Linked DNA regions of Mus musculus: region 2 is linked to region 1. Evidence: chromatin contacts called from public ChIA-PET data. All regions are on one chromosome and are shown on one strand. Each heading gives the region's core, a stretch centred on a gene start, on an enhancer-like site or on the middle of the called end of the contact. The rest is flanking DNA. Distances are from core to core; before and after follow the strand shown.

Region 1 (4,191 bases), core at 821-3,320:
TTTATTTATTTATTATATGTAAGTACACTGTAGCTGTCTTCAGACATACCAGAAGAGGGCATCAGATCTCATTACAGATGGTTGTGAGCCACCATGTGGATACTGGGATTTGAACTCAGGACCTTCAAAGAGCAGTCAGTGCTCTTAACCACTGAGCCATCTCTTCAGCCCCCAGATTGCTGAATTTTTAAAAGCATTAAAATGATTAGAAATGGGGATTGGATAGCTGACTCAGTAGTTAAAAGATCCAGGTTCAGTTCTTGGCACCTACATGGTAGTACACAACTGCATATAACTCCAGATTGGGGGATCTGATGCCTGCTTATGGTCCATGGACTTTTGCATGCATGTAGTGTCCATGAACATATTCAGGTGTACCCACATACACATAAAATAAACATTTAAAAAATCATTAGAAATGTTTTCTAAATAATATACTATGTCGATGAAATGGAAACTAGTTTGTCTAGTGTCCTGCTTTTTTTTTTTAGACATATTTAAGAACTTTAGCCATGTATTCAGAACAATAGTTTTGAATAGGCTAAGTCAAGTATTGCTAATAAACTTTTTACTAGAAAGTTACTCTCATATTACATTCTTTTAAGCAATGTAAGGAATCCTATTATCCAGCCCATTTATATAGCTACTAAATCATGCTATTAAATGATAGCCGCTTTTGAATTGCCTTTTAAAAAGTGTACTTACCTTTATTTCATTAGAGTTTGGGAGGGCCAGTTTGTTTTCTAGAGACAAAAATGATACAATTTGGGAAAAAGTTAAGGATAGAGAATGGGTTAGCAAAGTATGGGTTTGATACTTATAACTAATTAGGAGATAATTACAGTAATCCAAGCAAAACTAATAAAGACCTCTACCATACATTGATGTAGAATAGGGAACAAATTTGAGGGACCTAACATCGACTGCTGATGTTAGATGGCTAGAGGGACAATGAAACAAGTGTTTGTTCCCGGTGGAAATTACTTCGAGAGCAAAAAGCCTTGAAGAGTTGTATGTCTGGCATCTACTGTTGCTAGAATTTTGGAAGCATTTATAAAGATAACAGGAAAATTTTACTTGGTCAAAAATTCAAAGGTCTTTTCAACTTTGTATTTCTAGAAGAAATAGTTTAGTGTTTGTCGTTGCTTTTTCTCATTTTCTTCCTCCCAACATGAAAATTATTCCCTGTTTCTACCAATTAGTGATAGATCATTATATTCTAAAATCCCGACAGTTTCAAGTGACTTGAAGAATATGTCATCCGCAACAGCCCCTTACAAACTTATTGGCATTTATTCAGGGTTTTTCCCTTCATAGACTCAGGTGTGTGTGTGTGTGTGTGTGTGTGTGTGTGTGTGTGTGTATCTGTCTGTCTGCCTGGTAACTATCATGGACATCACTGTTCCAATTAGAAAGTGGTATAGACCTGAAAAACAAAGGGGTTTAGTAAATGTCACTCAAATGTTTTCTGTACAACTGACCATAAGATAACTTTACTCCTAGTGGCATAATTGTTCTAATTTAGAAAGAACCTGTTCTGGTTTTTTGTACTGTCTCTTACTTGCAGCACTCTCTATTTTTGAAAATCAAAGCATTGTCTTATTTTAATGATTTTTGTACATACTAGATTTTGTTATGCCTGATCTTCATTGTTTTGTCATTCACTATTAATATTCTAGGAAGGTTGTCAGGGACTGTCTTTTTTTTTTTTTTTTTTTTTTTGGTGTGTGTGGGTCAGGAGGATAGATATGTTTCTTTTTTAAGGTGCTAGGTTCCCAAACCTTGCACATGCTAGCCAAGTGTTCTACTTTGGTACTGTATGCTCAAGTCTTGGTGCGAAGTTTTAATAGTGCTGGGCTGTCTTAATGATTGTTTTGTCTCTGGAAATCTATGCTTTCCTGGGATTGTTTAAGTTTATTTAGCTCGCTTGTTTGTTTTTTTTGTTGTTGTTATTGTTGGTTTAGTTTGGTTTTTCGAGATAGGGTTTCTCTGTGTAGCCTGACTGTCCTGGAACCCGCTTTGTAGACCAGACTAGCCTTTTACTCAGGGATCTGCCTGGCTCTGCCTCCTGAGTGCAGAGATAATTGTGAGCACCACCATTGCCTGGATCCTTGGATTGTTTTTATAAGACTCTTTTACCTTATAATTAGCTACTAAATTCTCTAATGGTTTTAGCAAGAATTAGGTCATTTTGGTTAAGAATTCCAGATTTATTTTCTCTCTTAGAATTTTAAATGGCAGTATAAATAGGAAGACGAAAAAGGCCTTTAAACTTTATATGAAAAATTTTACCAATAACTACCTTATTTTCCCTTTTATATCTAATTTTTGAATTGCTTTCACACTTTTTCAGTTATCATATAATAATATCTGAGGAAGAGATGAGAGCAAATTTTTCTTCAACAGAAAAATAAGGTGCCACGGTCAGAAAATAAACTCACCACATTGCTAACAGTGTGGTATTTTTTTCTCTGAAATTTCCGCTCAGAACAGGAAATATAGACAGTAAGCTTGAGTGGGTGGGTCTCTGAGGTTAGAGCTGTTAATAAATTAAGATGCCTGAAATTTAGTTAGCTCAAGACATTTCCAAACATGTTTAGTTCATTACCAAGATTGAAGTGTTCATACAGTTTGTACTAGGTAAGTATGCTGGATTTTCAATTTTTCAGATGATTTTTTTTCTCTCAGTAATTAATCTTAGCTCTTATCACTTACATTTGATCTAATATATGAGGGAAGAATAGTTTGTGAATAGTAAGGATTAACACTAGTAAAAGAACTATAGGTGGTAAATTATGGTAAGCTTGAGATTTTATGTTTTAAATTGAAAAGACTATATAATATATTTTCATATATGACTAATTGAATTTATGTGTTCTCCACTGTGAGAGCTTAAATCTAATAGTGTGCAGATTCAAGTCCTAAACTAAAACTCACAGTGATAGGAAGAGGTCTTTGAACTTAAATTACTTTGAAACATTTGGAAAATGAAATTTGTGTCTGTCCTTTTTGTTTGCTTGTTGGTTACAAGTAGCATCATGTCTCTTTTAGAAGATGCACATTGATTTTAGAGTTCAAAGAGATTAGCCTAACCTGTGAGAGGATTTGGCTGTCAAACCCTGAAATGATAGGATAATTGTATGATTTTGATTTATAATTATTCATAATTTAACAAACTTTTAAAATTTTTATTTATTTATTTTCCTGCATATATGTCTGCATGAGGTTACTGGATCCCCTGGAATAGGAGTTGCAGACAGTTGTGAGCTGCCATGTGAATACTGGGAATTGAACCAGGATCCTCTGATAGAAGAGCTATTAGGCCATCTGGGTTTTTTCTTTTTTCTTTTTTTTTTTTCTTTCTATTTATTTACTTTTTATTAGATATTTTCTTTATATACATTTCAAATGCTATCCTGAAAGTTCCCTATACCCTCCCTCTGCCCTGCTCCCCTACCCACCCACTCCTGCTTCTTCGCCCTGGCATTCCCCTTTATTGGGGCATATAAAGTCTGCAATACCAAGGAGCCTCTCTTCCCAGTGATGACCGACTAGGCCATCTTCTGCTACATATGCAGCTAGAGATACAAGCTCTGGGGGTACTGTTTAGTTCATATTGTTATTCCACCTATAGGGTTGCAGACCCCTTCAGCTCCTTGGGTGCTTTCTCTAGCTTCTCCATTGGGGGCCTTGTGTTCCATCTTATAGATGACTGAACATCCACTTCTATATTTGCCAGGCACTGGCATAGCCTCATATGAGACAGCTATAACAGGGTCCCTTCAGCAAAATCTTTCTGGCATTGTGCAATAGTGTCTGGGTTTGGTGGCTGATTATAGGATGGATCCCCGGGTAGGGTAGTCTCTGGATAGTCCATCCTTTCATCTTAGCTCCAAACTTTGTCTCTGTAACTCCTTTCATGGGTATTTTGTTCTCTATTCTAAGGAGGAATGAACTATCCACCAATTGGTCTTCCCTCCTCTTGATTTTCTTGTGTTTTGCAAATTGTATCTTGGGTGTTCTATGTTTCTGAGCTAATTTCTACTTATCAGTGAGTGCACATCTAATGCCTTCTTTGAGATTGGGTTACCTCCCTAAGGATGATATCCTCCAGGTATATCCATTTGTCCAAGAATTTCATAAATCCATTGTTTTTAATTGCTGAGCAGTATTCCATTGTGTAAATGTAGC
Region 2 (4,191 bases), core at 445-2,944, 120 kb before region 1:
TGCTCTCTCCTGAGGCCTTTGAACAAACCAACTATTTATATATCTATCTATTTATCTATTTTGGTTTTTCAAGACAAGGCTTCTCTGTCTAGCCTTGGCTGTCCTGGAACTTGCTCTGTATATCAAGTTGGCCTGGAACTCACAGAAATCCACCTTCCCCTGCCTCCCAAATGGCAGAATTAAAGGCATTCATCACTACCACCAGGAAAAACATTTTTTATAAATAAGGTCTCTAGTGACAGAGATTGAGATTAAGATCTAACAAGAACCCTGGCCACAGAAAAGGGCACCCCCCCCACCCCCAAGTGGGTAAAAACGTCAAGGACTTTTGAGGTGGGTCAAAGGATAAAGGAAAGGAATTGGCTGCCAAGTCTGGCTCAATCCTTGCGACCCACATAGGATTACCAACTCTCAAACCTTGTCCTCTGATAGACAGACAGACACACAGACAGATGGACACACATATTTTAGGTGTATACAAAATAAAGAAATGTAAAACAAACAAACAAACAAACAAAAACGAAAAACAAGCAAAGAGGAAATGTGAGGGTCCTCCCAACTTACCCTTCCTTCATTTGATCCTAGTTGAGGTCACCTATTCTATAGGAATGTTCTATCATCATCAAGTTTGTATTACCCAGAAAATATTAAGGGTATACCCTCCTCAAGGTCATGGCATGATAATACCAACCCTCATTCTTAAAATGATTGAACGACTTTGATTTAAAAAGCAGTGTTCCTTGCACACAGAAAGCACCTATCCTTTGTTTTATCCATGAAACGTCTTTTGCTTAGGCTTTGTTTTCAAGGGCCTTATGTTTAGGAGAACTGATTGAAAACTGCACTTCAAAGCCTATACCCTCTATTAGCACTTAGTTGGGACAACCTGATGCCAGGAGGTCGAGTTTCCCCACTCTGTGCTATTGCCCCTCTTTTGTGTCCCTAGAGTCCGTCAGTAAGTACATCTTAGAAGAGGGAGGAGGGGCAGAACTGACAGTCAAGGAACCAATCGCTGCCTGGCGATGGGGTGTGGACACAGAGCCACGCCCTCCCCTCCCAACCCGCTAAATCCCGTCTCTCTCGCACCTGTGAGTACCAGTGCTTCTAGGCAGGCGCCCGCGCTCCGAAACCGGGTAGGAGGCGGGAAGGAGGCGGAGCAGAGGGCGTGGCTTCACCTCTCGCGAGACCGCCTCCTGTTGCCGAGGCCGCCGTTCCGGGGCTCTGACTGGTCGGGGGCTGCGCAGCCGCCATGTTCGGTTGCTATGCTGCGGCCTCGGAGACGGGGTGTGCTTGAGAGAGGAGGAGGAGACGGAGGAGGCGGTGGAGGCGAGGGAGGAGGAGGAAGGAGAGGAGGAGGAGAAGGAGGAGGAGGGTGACCGAGGCTCTCCTTTGCACTCTCACACAGAGCCGCCTCCCTGGAGTCACCCGCCGCTTCACGCCGCGCGCGCTTCCCTGCTCCGCGGACGCGACATTGTTCTTTTAAGACTCCCGGGAGCTGTCAGAAATCGGGGCTCCGGGACTTGAAAGAGACTTGACTTCGGCCCGCAGCTTGCGGGGACCGCGGCACTTTCGGGGCGCGTGTGAAGGGATTAGCTCATCTCGCCGCGAGGTGCGAGCGCGCGCCTCCCCGCGCACGCCAGCCCCGCCGCAGCCCCGCAGGATGACGGGGTGCAGGCGGCCCGCGGCCGTGGCGCGGCCGCTGTGGCGGCGGCTGTTCTCGGGACGCTGAGGGCGAGCACCTCGACGCGGACCACGCGCTTCTTTCACCCGGCCGCGAGCCCGGGGCCTCCTGCCTTTTTGTATTTGGATTCCCCCCCCCCCCCCCCTTTCTCCAGCCGGGAGGACGCGGCTGTGATAACGAAGGTAAGAGAGGCGCTTGGGGCGGTCCTTCGCTCGGCCTGTTTGGGCCCCCTTTGCAGGTCGTGGGCGCGCACCTGAAGCTCGCCGAGCCGGGCGGCCAGACTACCCGATCGACTTCCCTTTTCTTAGTGGGTCGGAGCACTCGAATCTTCCTGGGGTTTATAGTTGAAATCTGCTAGGGATGAGTGCACGGGAGAAGGGGTGGAATAGATGCGGAGATGAAATGTTCCTAAACTCAAGGTAAGGCTGGAGAATCTTCAGTATTTCATTTGTGGGATTCTTTTTTCTAATTGTTAATGTTAGGTTAATTGACTCATATAAGCATCTTTATTTTTTTTCCGCACGCGGTAGGAACACACGCTATCTTCCATTGAACTTGAAAGTCTCTTGTGACTTGCTAGTATTATACTTGCTTTTAGGAATCAGTAGTTGGGCCCAAAAAGTTGAGATGTAGAACATCTGAACTTAGATTTTTCATGCTGCTTTGGAATCGTCCCTACCTTCATGATGTTTAGATTCAGCGTGAGTATGTAGTCAAGAACAGATCGGTGTTTGTGGGGTTTTGTAAAATGTTAAGCACAGTCATTTGTGGCTTTCTGGCTTTACATTTTTGTTTCGGTGTCAATGTTTGTTTTATAGTTACTTACAGGAAAAATGGAGCGTATGATTATCCTTTGTGGACAGGAACTGTGCTTACCAAAGCGTAGACACCTCAATTGTCCCAGGACGATTTCTGGAAATCAGTTCAATCAGAGATTCAAGAAAAGCTAGATGTGTGTGTGTGTGTGTGTGTGTGTGTGTGTGTGTGTGTGTGTGTGTAGGTAGTTAAATGCATGTATGGATGCATTTGCTGGGGTTTCTAAAGTAATGGAACAATTTACAGTTTCAATGATAATCCATATCGATGTTTCCCTGAAACTTATGTCAGAGACTTTATGTTTGGCTTTGCATCACAGAGTGACATCAGTGTGGACAAGGACTACGTAGGGGGTTTTAAAAACTGCCTGTTCCAGGAGGACTAGTCATACCTAACTTTTGGAATAAGCAATTCAAGAAATACTGAGTGTGTGACCAGATCTTGGGTCCAGATGAAATAACACAGTTATTTGGTCACATTTAAAAGATGGCTGTGGAGGAAAAACAAGAAAAGCTAATGTATCTGACTTGTAAAGTCAGACTAGAAGACTGGAAGGGCAAATATGGCAGCCTTTTGAGAACCCTGGGTTTGTGAACAAACATAAGTGTGTCAAAGGGGAAAACTTGTTTTCCAAAACGGGAGGGATGACCTTAAACAATTATTCAGAGTACCTAGTAGACTATAACCTAGATATATTATTTAAATCTTGAATTTGAGGATTACAAATTTAATACTCTTTTAAAGAAAAAGCCAGTTTACAAGGAGAAGCTTATGAGCTGTCTAGAACCATTTTATTCACTCATACGATCAGTCATGCCACCTTTTTTGTCAGAATACATTTCTGCTCCAATTAACACAGAAGCTATTTTTGTGTCTCTTCACATTTTTATGGCATTCTTATCTTTGTTCATATTTTGTCATAGCACATGTGCATGAATGTGATCTTGATTTCTAAGATCTACGTAGTTATGTTTGTATGTGTACATGAGTACATGACAGTGTTTTGTATTTACCTGCTCCTTAAACATTTGCTAAAAAGATTGTTTTAAACACAAGGAATCATCACTGGTTTAATAGTTTTTCTTAATACTGAGTTGGTTACAGTTTGTTAAGGTAGAAGATCAGAGATTCCTCAAAAGTAGTAACAGATGATTGAATATACTCACTTGGTTCTCATCTTGGGTTCCTAATGGCTTCTAGGTGGTGGTAAATTGTGTCAAGTCTTCTCTCCTCCCCCACCATGTCCTAATTTAGTAGCTTTAAAACGTTCCTAGTAACATTGTTGCTTTAAATTTATGACACTAATTTCTAATTTAAGCTAGGCATAACACCAGCATCTATTGAACACATTTGCTAAAAATACTTTCTGGGTCGGATGTACTTAGAATGCAGCCTCAGGAAGATTCACTTGAACGGTTCTAGTGTGACCAGTTGTGGATATTATTTTTAAAAGAACTTTAATAAAATTATAGAATCTTATTAATAAGATTTTTATCAGTTTAGGCATAGGTGCCACCTTTTTAGTATATAAAATGAGACAGTAATAAATTTTTGTGTGATAGCAATAGAAACTTTTTTCAGATTTTAAGAAAACTTATGTGAACTCTGTTGATTCTTAAGTACTCTGGTTTGTATACCTGAAATGTTTTAATTTTATGTATTGCAAATAGAGTTCTAAAATGATGTATAGTGTG

What was found. ChIA-PET counts read pairs in DNA pulled down with a chosen protein or histone mark.
Region 2: an RNA polymerase II ChIA-PET map of memory CD8 T cells shows a contact between it and region 1, with 7 read pairs. The contact joins the promoter of Ptpn4 here to the enhancer-like site in region 1. A contact is called at or near these places in 3 of 39 promoter capture datasets (3T3-L1-derived adipocytes and the C10 cell line), 4 of 115 datasets of contacts at active chromatin or transcription factors (the SCID.adh cell line, effector CD8 T cells, embryonic stem cells and 1 more) and 2 of 9 other capture datasets (adipose tissue and pancreatic islet).

Annotation. Positions count from the first base shown.
Region 1 is chr1:119,711,525-119,715,715 of GRCm38.p6, reverse strand. All of the region lies in intron 13 of Ptpn4 (protein tyrosine phosphatase, non-receptor type 4), which reads left to right. Among named protein-coding and RNA genes, the nearest start is that of Epb41l5, 65 kb to the right of the region's middle. Within about 2 kb of position 2,070, at least 11 of the 459 cell types and tissues checked have an H3K27ac peak or open chromatin away from gene starts, as enhancers often do. A contact at or near this core is called in effector CD8 T cells and memory CD8 T cells, where this site is marked.
Region 2 is chr1:119,834,574-119,838,764 of GRCm38.p6, reverse strand. It overlaps Ptpn4 (protein tyrosine phosphatase, non-receptor type 4), which reads left to right and starts at 1,694. Exons shown (of 27, transcript NM_019933.2): 1 at 1,694-1,863.